2 separate regions of the Mus musculus genome follow, and region 1 is linked to region 2. The links are chromatin contacts, called in public HiChIP or PLAC-seq maps. All regions are on one chromosome and are shown on one strand. The core of a region is the stretch at or near the end of the contact, and the rest is flanking DNA. Distances in the headings are between cores, read along the strand shown. Region 1 holds the start of Odf3l2 (outer dense fiber of sperm tails 3-like 2). Region 2 holds the start of Agpat3 (1-acylglycerol-3-phosphate O-acyltransferase 3).

Region 1 (7,343 bases), core at 1,470-3,969, 1.3 Mb after region 2:
TTGGCTCTCGCCCTGACTATGCTTCCAGCCCACCATGTCTGGCCTGATCACTGGTTGTTGAACTTTAGGCACACTAGCATGTTGAGGGCAAACATGAGTTCAGTAGGCATGGAGAGTGTTGGTGGGCCCATGCTGAGTCTCTCTCAAAGCCTCAGTGAGTCTAAGGATGTGCATAGGTACCACCTAGGTGTAGGCTTCTGTGCAAAGACACACAAGCAGGGTTTGAACACACAGTAGCCACCCCACCACCTCTATGGTGGTCACTAATGTTAAGCAATGACCCTCAGAAACACCCCACACCTCCGTTTGACTGACAAGAATTTGTTTCCAGCCCTTCTCTAGCTCAGAGCTAGTCTAAATGACTGGCAGGATAGGAGGGGTGTTGGGTCACAGTCACCAGTATGCGCTGGGTCACACACAAGAAGACGCCTGTCCCTCAGCACCTCAGCTTGCATGGACTAACTACCCATTTTCCCACACAGCCCTGTAGTAAGAAAACCCAGCTTGCCCATCAAGATGTGTCCCACCCCAACCTGCAGGCTGCACCTGGTGTATCCTTCTCCTAGGATCTTCTTTACCAAACATTTTTAAAATATATTTTTGTTTTGTTATGTTTTGTTATGTTTATGTTTTGTTTTGTTTTGTTTTGTTTTGTTTTGTTTAGGGGGATGGGCAGAGTCTCTCTATTATGTGTCTCTGGCTGGTTCACTATGTAGACCAGGCTGGCCTTGAACTCAGAGATCTACCTGCCTCTCTCTCCTGATTGCTGGTACTAAAAGGTGTTCACTGCCCAGCAAACACTTTTTTTTTAATTATATGTGTCTCTAAAGGAGGTTTTATGTATGTACGTCTATCCAGCCCTATCCCACCAGGATCTCACCTTACTGAGCCCAGATCCCACTGCCCACTCTGGGCCCTTACCTGACCCAGCTTGGTTAGAGTCTCAGTAGATTCCCCAGGCTTCTGTCTCATGGCCTCTAAGTGTCTACAGCAGCCCCTAGCCCAGACAGCCTCCGTCCAGCCCAATGGGGCCTCAGAGCACCTTTAGGACCAGGCACTGAGATGTTGGCTGGTCTGTTCAGCCAGCATCACTGAGAACACAAGGCTGGCTGTGGGGCTTAGATGTCACACACTGTAGAAGGTCAGAGGTCAGGGGGAGGCCCCAGGGCATGCTCACCAGCTCCTCTGCCTGCCACTAAAGACCGCCCCATGCTCAGGATAACAAATGTGTTTGTACATTTTATCTGATACGTTCTGGACACCAAGCAGGACTATGGCTTTCTTCTTCTTCTAAATCAAGCCCAAAGCTTTACACACTGTAGGCAAGTGTTCTACCCATCCTGCACCCTAGCCACCCAATACTGGTTGACACATCAGGTATCTGACCAGATGTTGTGGTCCCAGAACTGGGTGTGTTATGTGGGTGGGGTGGGTGGCGGCAGGAAGATCAGGAGTTCAAAGTCAGCCTGAACTGCATGAGAAGGCTTTCCAGATGTGGCCCCGCCTGCCCTGTCTGGCTCACCTCACTCTGAGGCTTACTTAAGAGAGACTCTGGAGGCTTGGGGAGGTACCCTGTACCCCTTAGCTGGTCTTACCTTCACTGGGCCTCCGAGCGAGGGAGTAGGCAGGACTGGCTGCCTTGGTACAATCGTGATTGACATAGCCAACGGTGGACGGAAGAACATACAAGCCAGGTCCGGAGCCTGAGACCCAAAGACCAGATCAGGGGTAGTGCTTGAAACCCAGAGGGGCTAGGTAGAGTCCCACCCTGCACCCTAACCACCTCTATGTCTGAGTAGAGAAAATGTCCAGAAGGACTCGGTGACACCCGAATTGTGAGCTAATCATGAATCATTGCGAGTGTGGAGACTTGGAAAACAGAGGCCCTGGAAGATAGGCTAACACAGAATAGAAAGAGGCTGGGAGCAAGAACCATCCCTGGTGGGGAAACTGAGACTAGGAACAGAGAAGCTACCATGAGTGGAAAACAAGCCAGAGCAGAGAGACCATCGCAAGAGAGGAAACCAGGGCCAGAGTGTAGAGACCACTGCAGCTAGAGAAACTGAGGCCAGAGTCATAGACACCATCAAGAGAGGGAAACTGAAGTCAGAGTAGAGAGATCACGGGTTGTGTGGGTGAACAGGGAAAGTGAGCCCAGGACAGAGAGATTGTTCTAGAGGGGAAACTGAGGCCAGTCACAGAGAAACACCACCTCAGAGATGGGGAGATGGAACATGGTATAGATCTGTCCCCACTGTCCATTGTAGGATGGGAAACTGAGGCTGCAGCCTGCAGCCTGTACAAATGCCACCCCTCGACACCCAGCCTCAGCCCCTTCACACACTCCATGGCTCTGCAGTCCCCCACATGCACCATTCCTCTAACTCCCTCCCTCAGGTTCTGCTACACTGTGTTCATCCTGTCCCCCTAGAGGGCCAGCAGATCCCACAGGGGACATATGGGCCTGCCTACAGATAATGCCTCTACTAAATAGCCCAGGAGCCCCAGTAGGGAGACAGAAGGAGCCCTCCCCAAGGCCAGCACAAACCATTCTCCAAGGTGGCAATTCCACAGGATTTTCTCAGCCCGGTCTCCGGAATGTGTCCATCAGCCACCCGCCGGGCCAGGGGTACTGTGGTCAGCCTAGCCTCTGGGTCGCAGCTGAGGGTCCCCATGGTGAACAGGACCTCGTGTGGGTTCCTGTGTCCTGCTACTCTGGTGCCACAAGCCAGGCACTGTCCCCAATCCTCACAGCTCAGCTGGTGTTGGCAGAAGCCTGGCCTCACCACACCCTCCCCACCACACAGACGGCCCCTTGTCCCCTAAGCAAGGATCTCAGGGCCTGGCCAGAGCCAAGCTGGTCGGCCGGACGCTGGCCTGGAAGTGGAGCTGAGATCAAGTGTCAGCCAGGTGGCTGGATGGTCCAGGAAAGACTCCAGTATCAGCCGAACAGGTCCCCAGGGAGTCGGCTGAGCTGGGCCACGGGGCCAGAGCAGGCCCTAGGGATCCAGGACTGCAAACAGGACACCTGAAGGAACATGGATGAGGGGAGCAAAGCCTCATTTCCACAGAGCCCAGGGTTGTGGACGGCATGTCCCCAACTCAGTCGGGTGCTCATTGGCACCAGCTTTCCTTCATCAGCAAACATGTACTGAGCACCTGATACATCCCAGATTCTGTTCAGAGTGGCGTGAATAGAACAGGAACAGACTGGTAAAGGGCGGGTGTTCTTGGGGTGGGGAAAGAAGCTAAACAATAAATTTAATAGATTGTTCTGGTATGAACCAGCCTGAAAAAGATGACCATGTCAGGGTAAGAGACCAGCTCTGCAAAGGCCCTGAGGCAGGGCTGAGGACAGAGCAGGCCAGGAAAATCCTGTTTTCACCTTTGCCAAAGGCTACCACCGTGTCCCCACTAGAGAGCTCTGGGAAGAGTGGCAGAATGAAACTCAGATATTTCTTCCAGTTTGTTTTTTAATGTAGTGACTCGGGGGGTAGGGGGGAGGGTTGGTGTTTTGTGCTCTGTTTTGTTTGAGACAAGGACTCACAATGTAGCCCAGGTTGATGTTGGACTCCTGGTCCTCCTGCCTCTGCCTTCCCTGTGCTATGACTGCATTCAGGAGGTGACTAAGAGCTCCCTCCTTTGGTCACAGACAACGGATGCTGACATGATTAAGATTCTCAGAGTCCCTCGGAAACATACCAAAAGGCCTGAGCCCTGGGCACTCCAACAAATTTCACATCAGCCATTTTGGATTCTAGCCCCTGACTCCTGTGGATCCCTAAAGCTGGGATCCAGGAGTCTCAGAGGGTCCCACAAGCCCAACATGCATGTCCTTGTCCTCTTGACTTACCCTATTCAGCTCCACCCTGGTCACATGGGATTAAATGGCTGGTCCTGACACACACACACACACACACACACACACACACACAACATCCGACCCTTCAACTCCAGATCCTCCCACTGTTAAGGATTCCTTAGTCACTCAACCAGCTGGAGTGGCTCACAGCTCACTCCTCAGTTACCTGGACCCTCAGCCCACCAGCTCCCATCATGCAATACTCTGCTCTAGACCACATCAGTCTGGGCAGCAAGGAGTAAAGACCTGTGTCCTGTACTATGACAGAAACCTAGGCAAATATACTGGTGTCTTTCTACAATGTCAGAAGTTACCAAATAGCAATGAATTCACAAAGTCCAATATGTCAGTGACAGCAATTTGTGGCACAATCCGCCAACCTCAGAAGCCTGACATTGTCTTTCACATCACACAGCACACCAAGAATGCACCTATATGACTGTATGCACTATAGAGGATCTACAGAACAGATACAAGTTAAAGAGGCTGTCACACCATTCAAGGGGTTTGGGGAGCTGAGAAAGAGTCTGCATTGGGAAGATAATGAACCAGAAAGGGACAGTTTGGGGCTGATGGGGTCAGGGTTAGAAGGTGAAGTTGCTGCCTTCTGCCACAAGGTGAAAGACCAATGAAGTGGAAACTTTTGGTTTCTTTGGAAAGTCAGTTGTATCAGATGGTGTTTCACTGGGGCAAACACATGGAGGAGGGTTTTCCTGAAGCAGACACAGGTGAAAGGATGTTCTGCTAAAGCAAGCACCTGAAAGGACGTGTGATGAGGGATTCTTTGCTAACAACACGCAGGTCATCGCCTTACATTTCGTAGCTGAGCTCCGTTTGTCCTGACTCCATAGAGACACCACCTCTGGCGGGTGATGAGCTAGATGGGAGGTTAGAGCATTTAAGAACTGTTATTAAAAATAGGGTTGAGAAAAACGTAAGCTACAGACCAAGCTGGGAATGCAATAGGGAAATGGAGATTCAAATCCTGGACCAGATGGACAAACAAGTGGATTGACAACCAATCTAATAGGCAGTGTCCGAGAGGGGAACGGAACTGAGCCCATGCACCAGAGACAGCTAGGGAGTCCTCGGCTTGTTGGTCCTTGACACACACACCAGGTGATGAGTAGGCATGGGGCCATTACCCCACAGTGTCCATCAGTTTATGAGATTCTTATGCGATCCTTGGTCACATGTGTCTGGTAAATTCTTGGTCCCGTTTTACCTGGTATGACTTTGATATATATGTCCATGGATGCCCCACACCTCGATAAACATAGAGTGGCTCCCTTTGAAGTACCAGAAGTATGTCACACCAACCATGTATCACCCACATAGACGGTGCGGCTTCGGGGTCCACCCAGGGGCTGTGGTAAGTCTCCTCCCTCAGAATAAAGTCAAAGGCTAGATGAAGGCAGAGTCACCTAGAGCGACGCACAGTCCTGATGTCTGTAATTCACGCAGGTAGCCTTATCTGTTCCCATTCTAGCTCCAAAATAATTGACACAGAGACCTGGGTTTTGGTTTGGTTTGGTTTGGTGTTTTGGTTGTTGTTGTTGTTGTTGTTGTTGTTTAGATTCATTTATCCAACGTTCTGCCTGCATATATGCCTGCACAGCCAGAAAAGGGTACCAGACCTTATTATAGATAGTTATGAGCCACCATGTGGTTGCTGGGAATTGAACTCAAGACCTTTGGAAGAGCAGCCAATGCTCTAAGCCATCTCTCCAGTCCAAGACCTGTATTTTTATTGATAAGCTGCAAGTCTAAACTGAGCACGTTTTGAGCTATTCTAACCCTCTAAGGCAGCTAATGACCAGATCAATGCCCCATTGCTTGCCGTCTGGCCTTGCCCTGGCTCACTCTATCCATGGGTCCTTATGGGTGACCTCTCATTGTGACCTCATGGAGAATCCTTTGACAACCTGCTCGTCACTACTCCTGGGCCCTCTTCCTGACCACCTCTTCTCTCTCTTCCTTTCTACCTGGGACCCCTGGCTGGGATCAGAGTTCAGCCTTCCTATCCCCTCTGCCCAATCATAGGTTGATCAGCTCTTGATTAACCAATCAGAGATAATTGGAAAGCATTCTATACACAATAGAGATGCTTCAGTAATCATGGCAATGCTGATATCCTGACTGTCACCAGAACTCTGGGCACAGAAATCAGCATCTGAGCTGGACATGGACAGGGTGGTGCACTTCTCTAATCCCAGCACTCTGAGTTCAAGGCCAGCCTGGTCTACACATCGAGACCAGGAAGTCAGGAGGGTTGGTTACACTGAGAAATTCTGTCAGGGGAGGGGGGCCGTATTCAGCATCAACCTCCAACACTGTGTCAGGGAAATTTTACTGTCTTATACAGTATGGAGTAACTTAGGATAGAGCACCTGGACATCCCCCACCATCCCCCACCATCCCCCACCATCCATCCCACCTTCCTACAACCAAAACCCTACATTGGCCAAAACCAGTAAAAAAATAAATAAATAAATAAATAAATAATAAATAAAAAGGCAGGAAGATAGAACCCCTGACATCAGCCATAGACCCAGAGCCAGGCAGAGAGGGACTAGGCCTGAGACATTCTCTCAAACCCATCCAAGTCCATTTCCTGGGCCCAGGCCACCAGACAGCCTGTGAAAGCCTTGATGGCTGGTGGATTCCAAAGCCCACGGCACAGCTCTCACTACTACCCTCTGGTGGACGAAACGAGAACAGGCACAAGCAAGGCTGTGCAGGTCTGTGAAGAGATGCTAGGAAGGAAAGATGATGATAACATGAGGTGAAGACAGATAAAATCAGATAAGGGATGGATAATCGGAAGATAGTGGGGGATGGGGAGGTCGGTGGGGGATGGTGGAAGATGATGGGGGATAACGGGGGATGGTGGGAGATAGTGGAGGATGGTGGGGGATGGGGAGAATGGTATGAAGAGGTGGGAGGTCATGGGTATATTCTGGCCACTCAGCACTGTTGATGGACTCTCATCCTATGCTTAGTGACATCATCATTTCTTCCCTTTCTCTCTAGCTCTTATAGGCTTTCCTCATCTTGTTGAGTCCCTTATACATGTCACCCCTCAGAGGCCTTTCCTTGAGCTATGTTTCTGCCATAGCAGCTGCAACAAGTCATTTGATGGCTTCAAACAAAGTTGTCTCCTCTGTCTCCCTGTGTCAGGTGGGAGTAACTGGCTCCCACTTAAGACTCTATAGACCATCCATGTCTCATCACATGCCTCTCATCCCTCAGCCTGAGGCACTGTCCTCTCAGAACCAGAATCTGTCTGACTCATCATCCTTCAAGACAGTGGTGAGGGTCTCAGGTCAAAGACTTCAAGGAAGCAGGAACCCTTGGAGCATCTGGTCCTGTGCAGCCTGATGGAGAGTGGTATATTGTTAGAGATTGATTCAATCAGGAATTGTACTGGCTGGTTTTGTGTGTCAACTGGACACAAGCTGGAGTTATCACAGAGAAAGGA
Region 2 (7,220 bases), core at 3,471-5,970:
AGATGGCTTAGGAGTTAACTGAACTGGCTGCTCTTCCAGAGATCCTAAGCTCAGTTCCTAGGATCTACATGGCAGTTCACAACTGTCCTTAATTCAATTCCCATGGGGCCTCTGCCCTATTCTGATGTCCATGAGCACCAGGCAGCCACAGGGTGCACACACATGTGTGCAGGCAAATACTCAAAACACATTAGGTAGCCAGGCAGTGGTGGCACACGCCTTTAATCCCAGCACTTGGGAGTCAGAGGCAGGCAGATTTCTGAGTTCGAGGCCAGCCTGGTCTACAGAGTGAGTTCCAGGACAGCCAGGGCTACACAGAGAAATCCTTGTCTCAAAAACAAAAACAAAAACAAAAACAAAACAAAACAAAAAAACAACAACAACAAAAAACCCACATTAGGTTACTATACGTTGGCACTGAGGGTGTGGCTAGGGGATATGGCTGGTAGAATGCTTACCTAGCACGTACTAGTCAATGGGACATGGCCCTCCTGTGCCAGCATCTCCCCCCAAGAAATGTCCAAGCTAGAAAGACAAAGTTATTAAGCTTTAGGCTTCATTTCTGAAGTGGCTGGAACTTTGCCACTCAGGCGTCTGTCATCTGCAGTGATGTGTGGGGCCACATGACCAGGGAGCTCAGAGGTTAGGGAGAAGTCCAGTGCACTCAGCAGGCAGCCTGTGGGACGTGGGCCCTGTGGAGCTCCTAGCTTGAAGCTCTCTGCATGAGCCTGACTAAGCTATCCTCTGCCGAGACTCTCCCTCATCTGGCTTGCCTCCCTCCAGCCCAGCCTCCTTTCCCAGACCTGCTTGGGGCTCACCACTCAGCATCTTCCCCGGGGACCTCTTGCACTCTGAACTTCATTGTGGCACCCATTTCCCACGTAACTCTAGCTGATGCGGTCTTCATTTAATGATCTGCCTAGGCTAATGAACTACTAAGGCAGCTTAGCAGTTAAGAGCGCTTGATGTCCTTATTTAGGACCCAATCTGCCTCTGGCAAAAAAAAAAAAAAAAATCTCCTCAATCTACACCACACTTTTTGAGGGACTCCGACTTTCTGTGTCTCTCTCTAATAAAAGGCAAACTGGTTCACTCAATCGATCCCTCTAATTACACTAGAACAATGACTGAGATCAGAAATCAATCAATGGGAAGCCTGACTGGATCACCTGCACATGACTCTGTGAGAGTGTGTATATATAAAACTGACACGGTGACGGCATTCTCTACAGCAATGAGATACGCAAAGCAGAGGCAGGGGCTGGAGGATGCCACATGGCATGAGGACCCACATAAGGGAGCCCAGTGCAGCAGCTCAGACCTGTAATCCCAGTGCTGGAGAGGCTGCTTAGCAGTTAAAAGTGCTTGCTGCCCTTACAGAGGACGCAAATTCAGTGTCCAGCAGCCACGGGTGACTCACAACCACCTGTGACTCCAGCTCCAAGGCAGAGAGGTCTGGCAACCACTTCTGGCTTGCAGAGGTACTGGACACACAGCGTGCAGGCACATGCACACACACCTGGTCAGTGGGGAAAGAAATCTTTAAAAAATAGGAGGGGGCTGGGGAGGTGGTTAAAAGGTTAAGAGTGGGCACTGGCTGCTCTTCTAGAGGGCCATTCGACTCCCAGCACCCACGTGGTGGCTCACAGTAATCTGTTACTCTGGTTTCAGGAGATCTAGAACCCTCTTCTGGCTTCAGGAGATCTAGAACCCTCTTCTGGCTTCAGGAGATCTAGAACCCTCTTCTGGCTTCAGGAGATCTAGAACCCTCTTCTGGCTTCAGGAGATCTAGAACCCTCTTCTGGCTTCCTCCAATACCAGGACAAGTGTATAGTGTCATCACATACATGCAGGCAAAACACTCACACACCTAAAATAAAAACAAATCTTTCTTTAAAATAATTAAGAATAAAGTGGAGAGCAATGAAGGAAGCCAGCCAATGTTGACCTCTGAACACAAAGCCCCAACCATATGCATACCCACACAGGTACACATGCACACTAAATAAATAAACTTGTTTTTAAAGCAGGGATGAATGTAATATCAGCATATACTATTGAATGCTCCAGTCAGCAAATTGTTAGAGGAAGAGCACCCTTAGCCAGCCAGCAGAGACAGGGAGACAGAGGGCCAGCAGAGACAGGGAGACAGAGAACCAGCAGCAGCTGGGAGAGCCTGTGTCCTGCAACAGCTCTCTACCACACTACTCTACACCCACTGCCACTGTCTTTTATTATAGCTCTCACCTCAACTTCCCAAAAGGAATGGAGACACTGCCCATTAATGATGCATGGTTCCTGGGTCACAGAGGGACCTTTGGGCTCTCTTTGGGCCTTTGGGCCACTGGCACCCTGATCCAATTGAGAGCACCTAGCTTCTTCGGCTTATTATCCTAAGTGATGTGAAGCACTCCAGCCAGGAGGGAGGCTTCTGCCTGTCATAACCTGAAAGACTTAAGTGTGCCTCCACTCACCCCTACTAACATCTAAAACATATCCTGCCTGTGTGTCTCCCATCCACATGTGAGGAAGAGAGGTAGCCATGGCAAGGCACCCAACTAGTCCAGTAGCCAGTCACAGGTACAGCAAGACCCACGTACCTCATCAGCCTGTCTCTCCATCCCTACAACTAAGTACAGATATGCCCAGGTGACAAGTGTACACTGCTGGACTTTGGCTGACAAACAAGATCAGAACATGCCGGACTCTAAACAAAGCAGCAAGACTGTCCAAAGAAGAACCGCTATTGCAACCGCCTGAAACAAAGCATCGTGAGGTTAATACGCTCAAATTAACCCTGCAGTCACTATGAGGTCGTTCTAGGAGTGACCCATTGTCCAGTTACTCACTTTACAAATCAGGGGAAAATCATTTATATGGTCCCAGTGCTCTTCGGTTAATGGATGAGGACAAACCCCCATGGAGTCCGAGTCCCTAAGTAAATGTTTGACAGAACTCAGCCCAGCCCTAGAGCAGCAGAAACTTCTTAATGAGAAGACTAAGCAGCTACGGGGCTCATGTCAGACGAGTCAGCAAGATGCCGCTGGCCTAATGTGGCCGGTCACACCCAGAGACAAGCTGTTCAAACCTCGCCACCCACAGAATGAGATGGGAAACATCACAGAGGTATGCAAAGGCCAAAATGTGGTTCAGAGTCTGTCAGCGTTTGAGAGAAGGGAAAGTAGTGTGGGGTACACACAAGGAATGCAGGGAAAGCAGCCATTGCTCTGGCAAGAGAGAGAGTAGGGGATGCCAAGGGTCCAGCACTGGATCTGAAAAAGCAGTGACACTGCAAAGCCGTCGGAGAAGGGAACACACACAGTTGGTACCAGCTCCATCCTCTGAGAGGCTGGACCAGTTAACCAGCACCAACTTGTTAGGAGTGAGCTTGGATTAACGATGCCATTCTAACTCCTGAAACAACAATAAACTTCCATCTTTGCTCATCCCATACTATACAAAGATCTTACTATGCCCTACCTGCCTCCAAGTGGGCCAGAGACAGATGTATACAGATTTTTACTACCCTGACTGGGCTGGAGGAAATCAGAGTCCCTTTGCTCTTCATTTAAATTCTGGCTGTGGAGATTTGTGACATAATCCAGGACAAGTGGCTAGCCTTGCTCCTCAGACCCCAGTGTGTTTCAGAGTCTGTTAGCACAGAGTCGCAGCTATATGCCCCAGAAAAGAAGTAAACAACTCCTCTACTGCAGTAGATGCTCCTTTTGTAACTTCTGAAGTAGATCAGTTACTTTCTGTTCAGTTTCCCCAGTCCCCTAGAACACACAGGCACTGTCCTTCCCAGGTGCTGGGCCTGTTATCTGGGAGCAGCTTAGGGTGAGACAGAGACCTCCCTTCATTTCCAGCATCCCTCCCATCTTCCTTCCCTAGGAGACACTGTATTTAACCCACTTCCCACCAATTCCACAGGCAACTTCTAAGACCTAGACCTTCTGCCCTGCTGCTGTACAGATAAGAGCAGGTGGGGGCCACACACAAGGCCTCCAGTAGGTCCAGACTGAGTTAGGTCAGACATCCAGCTGACATCCACCTGCTGAACATAGCCATGCTGAGGAGCACATGCCACCAAGACCAAAGAGAGGCTGGCAAAGCCATTGCATGTAACTGCCTTTGGAAACAACGTAATTACAAAGCACAGAGTGTGATACTAGGAATCAATCTTATAGGCTAAATCCTAAAGTTGGAAGGAGTCCTGCTTACCTAATAAGGGGAAGGGACAGTAAGGGAGTGATCAAAGTGCACAGAGACCCCTTTGAAAGGGGCACAGTCCATTTCCCAATGTCATCGAAGCAGAAAGAGCTGCTTCCACTCAGTTCCAACAGCCACCAACCCAGCACCCCCAACCGGCACCCTGTGTCCAATCCCAGAATCCAAGATCTTGGCTCTGGACGAGTCATTCCAATCTGTCTCAAATCCAAGTAGCCTTCTCGTTTCCCAGGAAGAAGAACCCAGTCTCTTAAGTATTCTCTTAGAGAAGACTTTCCACACTGCTTTAAAAAGTTAGGTTTGAAAGGCCATTTCTAAAATCATTTCCCTGTGCCCCTAAACTTCTCTCGAAGTTAAAAAGGAAACCTGAATATATTTTCCACCCAGCTTAAGTGTTCACAATCCTCCTGTCGTAGGTACCTGGGGTCAACTGCTCCGGGGCTCCAGGCCCACCGTGGACAGGTGTTTTCCTCCAGAGGCTCTGGTTACTGAATGACCCCAGCGCCTGAGTGAAACGTGGAAATTCACAGTCGGCCTTTGGTCTCAAACGCCAAAGTCAAGAAAAAAAAAAAACAACAACAACCGAGCCCTCGCACCTTCCTCCAGGGCGTCCCACCTGCAGCCCTCCCTCCGCGTTGAGCAAGCAAAAAAGTGAAACTAGCCCACAGGGCCCCGAAATCAGGCATGGGGGGCTCCCCCAGAGCGAGGAGCCGGGAGCCGAGCAAGGTTCCCCCCGGAGAGGGGCCCCAAGGCCGCCCAGGCCCTCTCGTCGGGCCCCGCATCCCCATCTCTACCCGATCGCCCGCATCCCCAGGCCGCCGCGCACCCCGCACAGCACCGGCGGGCCGGGCAGGCCGCACAGGGGCCGGGCGGGACCCGGAGCCTCCAGGCGCCGCGCTCTCCAGGCCGCGCGCCCCGCGGAGCGCAGCCGGCCACTGCGGCGGGGCCCGGCGACCGCGGGCGGGGGACGACCTCCGGCGGCTCGGCCGGGCTCGGCGCGGCTCACCTGCACTCCACCTGCTGGTCGCGGTTCTCGCGTCGGGCGCGCGCGGCCTGGGCCCGGCCCGGCCCTGCGTCGGGGCCTCAGCGAGTGCGGCGCCCGCCGCCCCGGGCCCCCATCGCCGCCCTCCGCCTCGGCGCCGCCGCCACTTCCTGTGCGCGGCGATCCCACAGTTCCGCCGGCGCGGGACGCCAGGCGCGGGGACGCGGGGACACGCGCGGACCGACGCGCGGGGGAGGAGTCGCGGCCCGCGGCGCAGCGGCGACCGCCTCGGCCAACGGACAGCAAGCGGGGGAGGGGACGCGAGGCGCGCCCCGCGGGAGCAGCCTCCACCCTCCCTGGCCAGCGGGATGTTCCTAGACCCAGTCCGACTCCCTTTCAGCTGCCTGCGGTCCTCCGGAGTCCCACTGGGGTGTTCCTGGGCCCAGCTTGAATCCCCTCTTTTAGCCCACTGAAGTCCTTCTGGGGTACTGCGGTGTTCCTGGGCCCAGCCTGGATCCCCTTGTCCCCCTGAAGTTCTTCGGGGTGTTCCTGGGCCGTACTTGGACCCCCGATGGTTCCCTGGAGTCCTCCTGGGTTGCCTCCCCCAAGAACTGGAATATTCCTAGGCCCAGCCTGGATTTGCCTCCGTTCAGCCTCCTGAAATCATTCTGAGCCTCAGCCTAGACCCCTTCCCAGTCCCGGAGGTCCCCTTGAGACCCAGGATGTTTTGATGGCTCAGGTTAGACTCCCCTTCCTTCTGAGTCCTCCTGGGGACGCCTGGAAATTTGGGGGTTCCCCGCCAATTAATTAGACCCCATTTCCCTTATCCTCCTGGACCCCACTCCCAACACACACCCCATCCTGCCCCCAAGTAAGGATCCCATCCTGGAATCCTGTAGGATTGTCCCCAGTGCCTGGTAAGGCACCAGGATCGCTTTTCACTCCCACGTGCTGTACCCTTTGATTTATTTATAGTTGGCAACTGACTAGCAACATTGTATCCACAACCAATCCAGGAGGAAACCTCAATTAACCTAGTCCAGGGTCTTCCTAGGGTCAGCCTTGGGTCAGAAGAAGGTCAGGACCCTCTTCTCTAAGAAGCCTGTTCCGTCCATAGTGAGTCATCGGATCTGAGGACCAACAGCCACCTGAGTCTCCTTCCCTCACCAGGCAAGGGACTGATCCTAAAACAGGCCAAGAAGGACTGTGCAGGCTCAGATGCTGCATCAGGACCAGGCCATCTGCACACCACTTGAAACCTGTGTGGCCTCTTGCCTGCTCAGGCCTTGGGATCCAAGCCCTATTTTCCAAGTTCACTTGAAAACGACTTAGGCCATATACCACAGGGCGAGCTGCCTACCTGTAAAAGCTTCTGTTCTGGGCAGGATCTCCTGTTCTAGGGCAGTAACAGACAGGAAAGTATGTGCCTTCCCATAATGTCACAATTTACTGAGTAATAAATCCCCAGCTCTCTTCAACTACATAAGCTGCTGTGACCACCAGCAAACAGGTTCTTTCACTCCAACACGATCTTAATTACTAACTTTAATAACTCATCACACCACTAGACTCCTTTAACAGGTGACAGGGTGGCTACAGAAGAGTTGAAGAGGCTGCATGACTCAGCCAAGCTGTCTGGAAGGCAGAGGCTGAGCTGACAGAAAAGAGAAATGGGGAAAGTTTAAGCATGGGAAGGGAGAACAACCCCTTATCCAGAGGGGTTGATGTTTATGAGCTGAAAGCTGCATCTCAGCAGACTTTGCTATAAAGATTACCTACATTGAGCCAAGGCTCCTTCCCTCCCCCCCCACACACACACTAATTTACATCCCAATGGCAGCCCCCCTCCTCCCAGTCCTTCCTCATACAGTTCTTCCGCCCACCCCCTCCCCTTCTCTAAGAAGAGGTGGGTGCCAACCCACCCTGACATATCAAGTCACAGCAGGACTGGGCACAAAAACACATCCTCTCCCACTAAAACTGTACAAGACTCCTTTTCAAGTATTTCAAA

What was found. HiChIP or PLAC-seq counts read pairs in DNA pulled down with a chosen protein or histone mark.
Region 1: a contact with region 2 is called in an H3K27ac HiChIP or PLAC-seq map of embryonic stem cells, with 5 times the contacts expected there. The contact joins the promoter of Odf3l2 here to the promoter of Agpat3 in region 2. A contact is called at or near these places in 2 of 39 promoter capture datasets (cranial neural crest and frontonasal cranial neural crest), 2 of 115 datasets of contacts at active chromatin or transcription factors (embryonic forebrain and embryonic stem cells) and 1 of 9 other capture datasets (embryonic stem cells).

What each region holds. Positions count from the first base shown.
Region 1 is chr10:79,643,019-79,650,361 of GRCm38.p6, forward strand. Odf3l2 (outer dense fiber of sperm tails 3-like 2) reads right to left here and starts at 2,720. Exons shown (of 4, transcript NM_001033473.2): 1 at 2,549-2,720; 2 at 1,596-1,703. The coding sequence starts at 2,675.
Region 2 is chr10:78,346,980-78,354,199 of GRCm38.p6, forward strand. It overlaps Agpat3 (1-acylglycerol-3-phosphate O-acyltransferase 3), which reads right to left and starts at 4,721. Exons shown (of 10, transcript NM_053014.3): 1 at 4,648-4,721. It overlaps Gm40709 (a long non-coding RNA gene), which reads left to right and starts at 5,504. Exons shown (of 3, transcript XR_871856.3): 1 at 5,504-5,948; 2 at 6,185-6,628.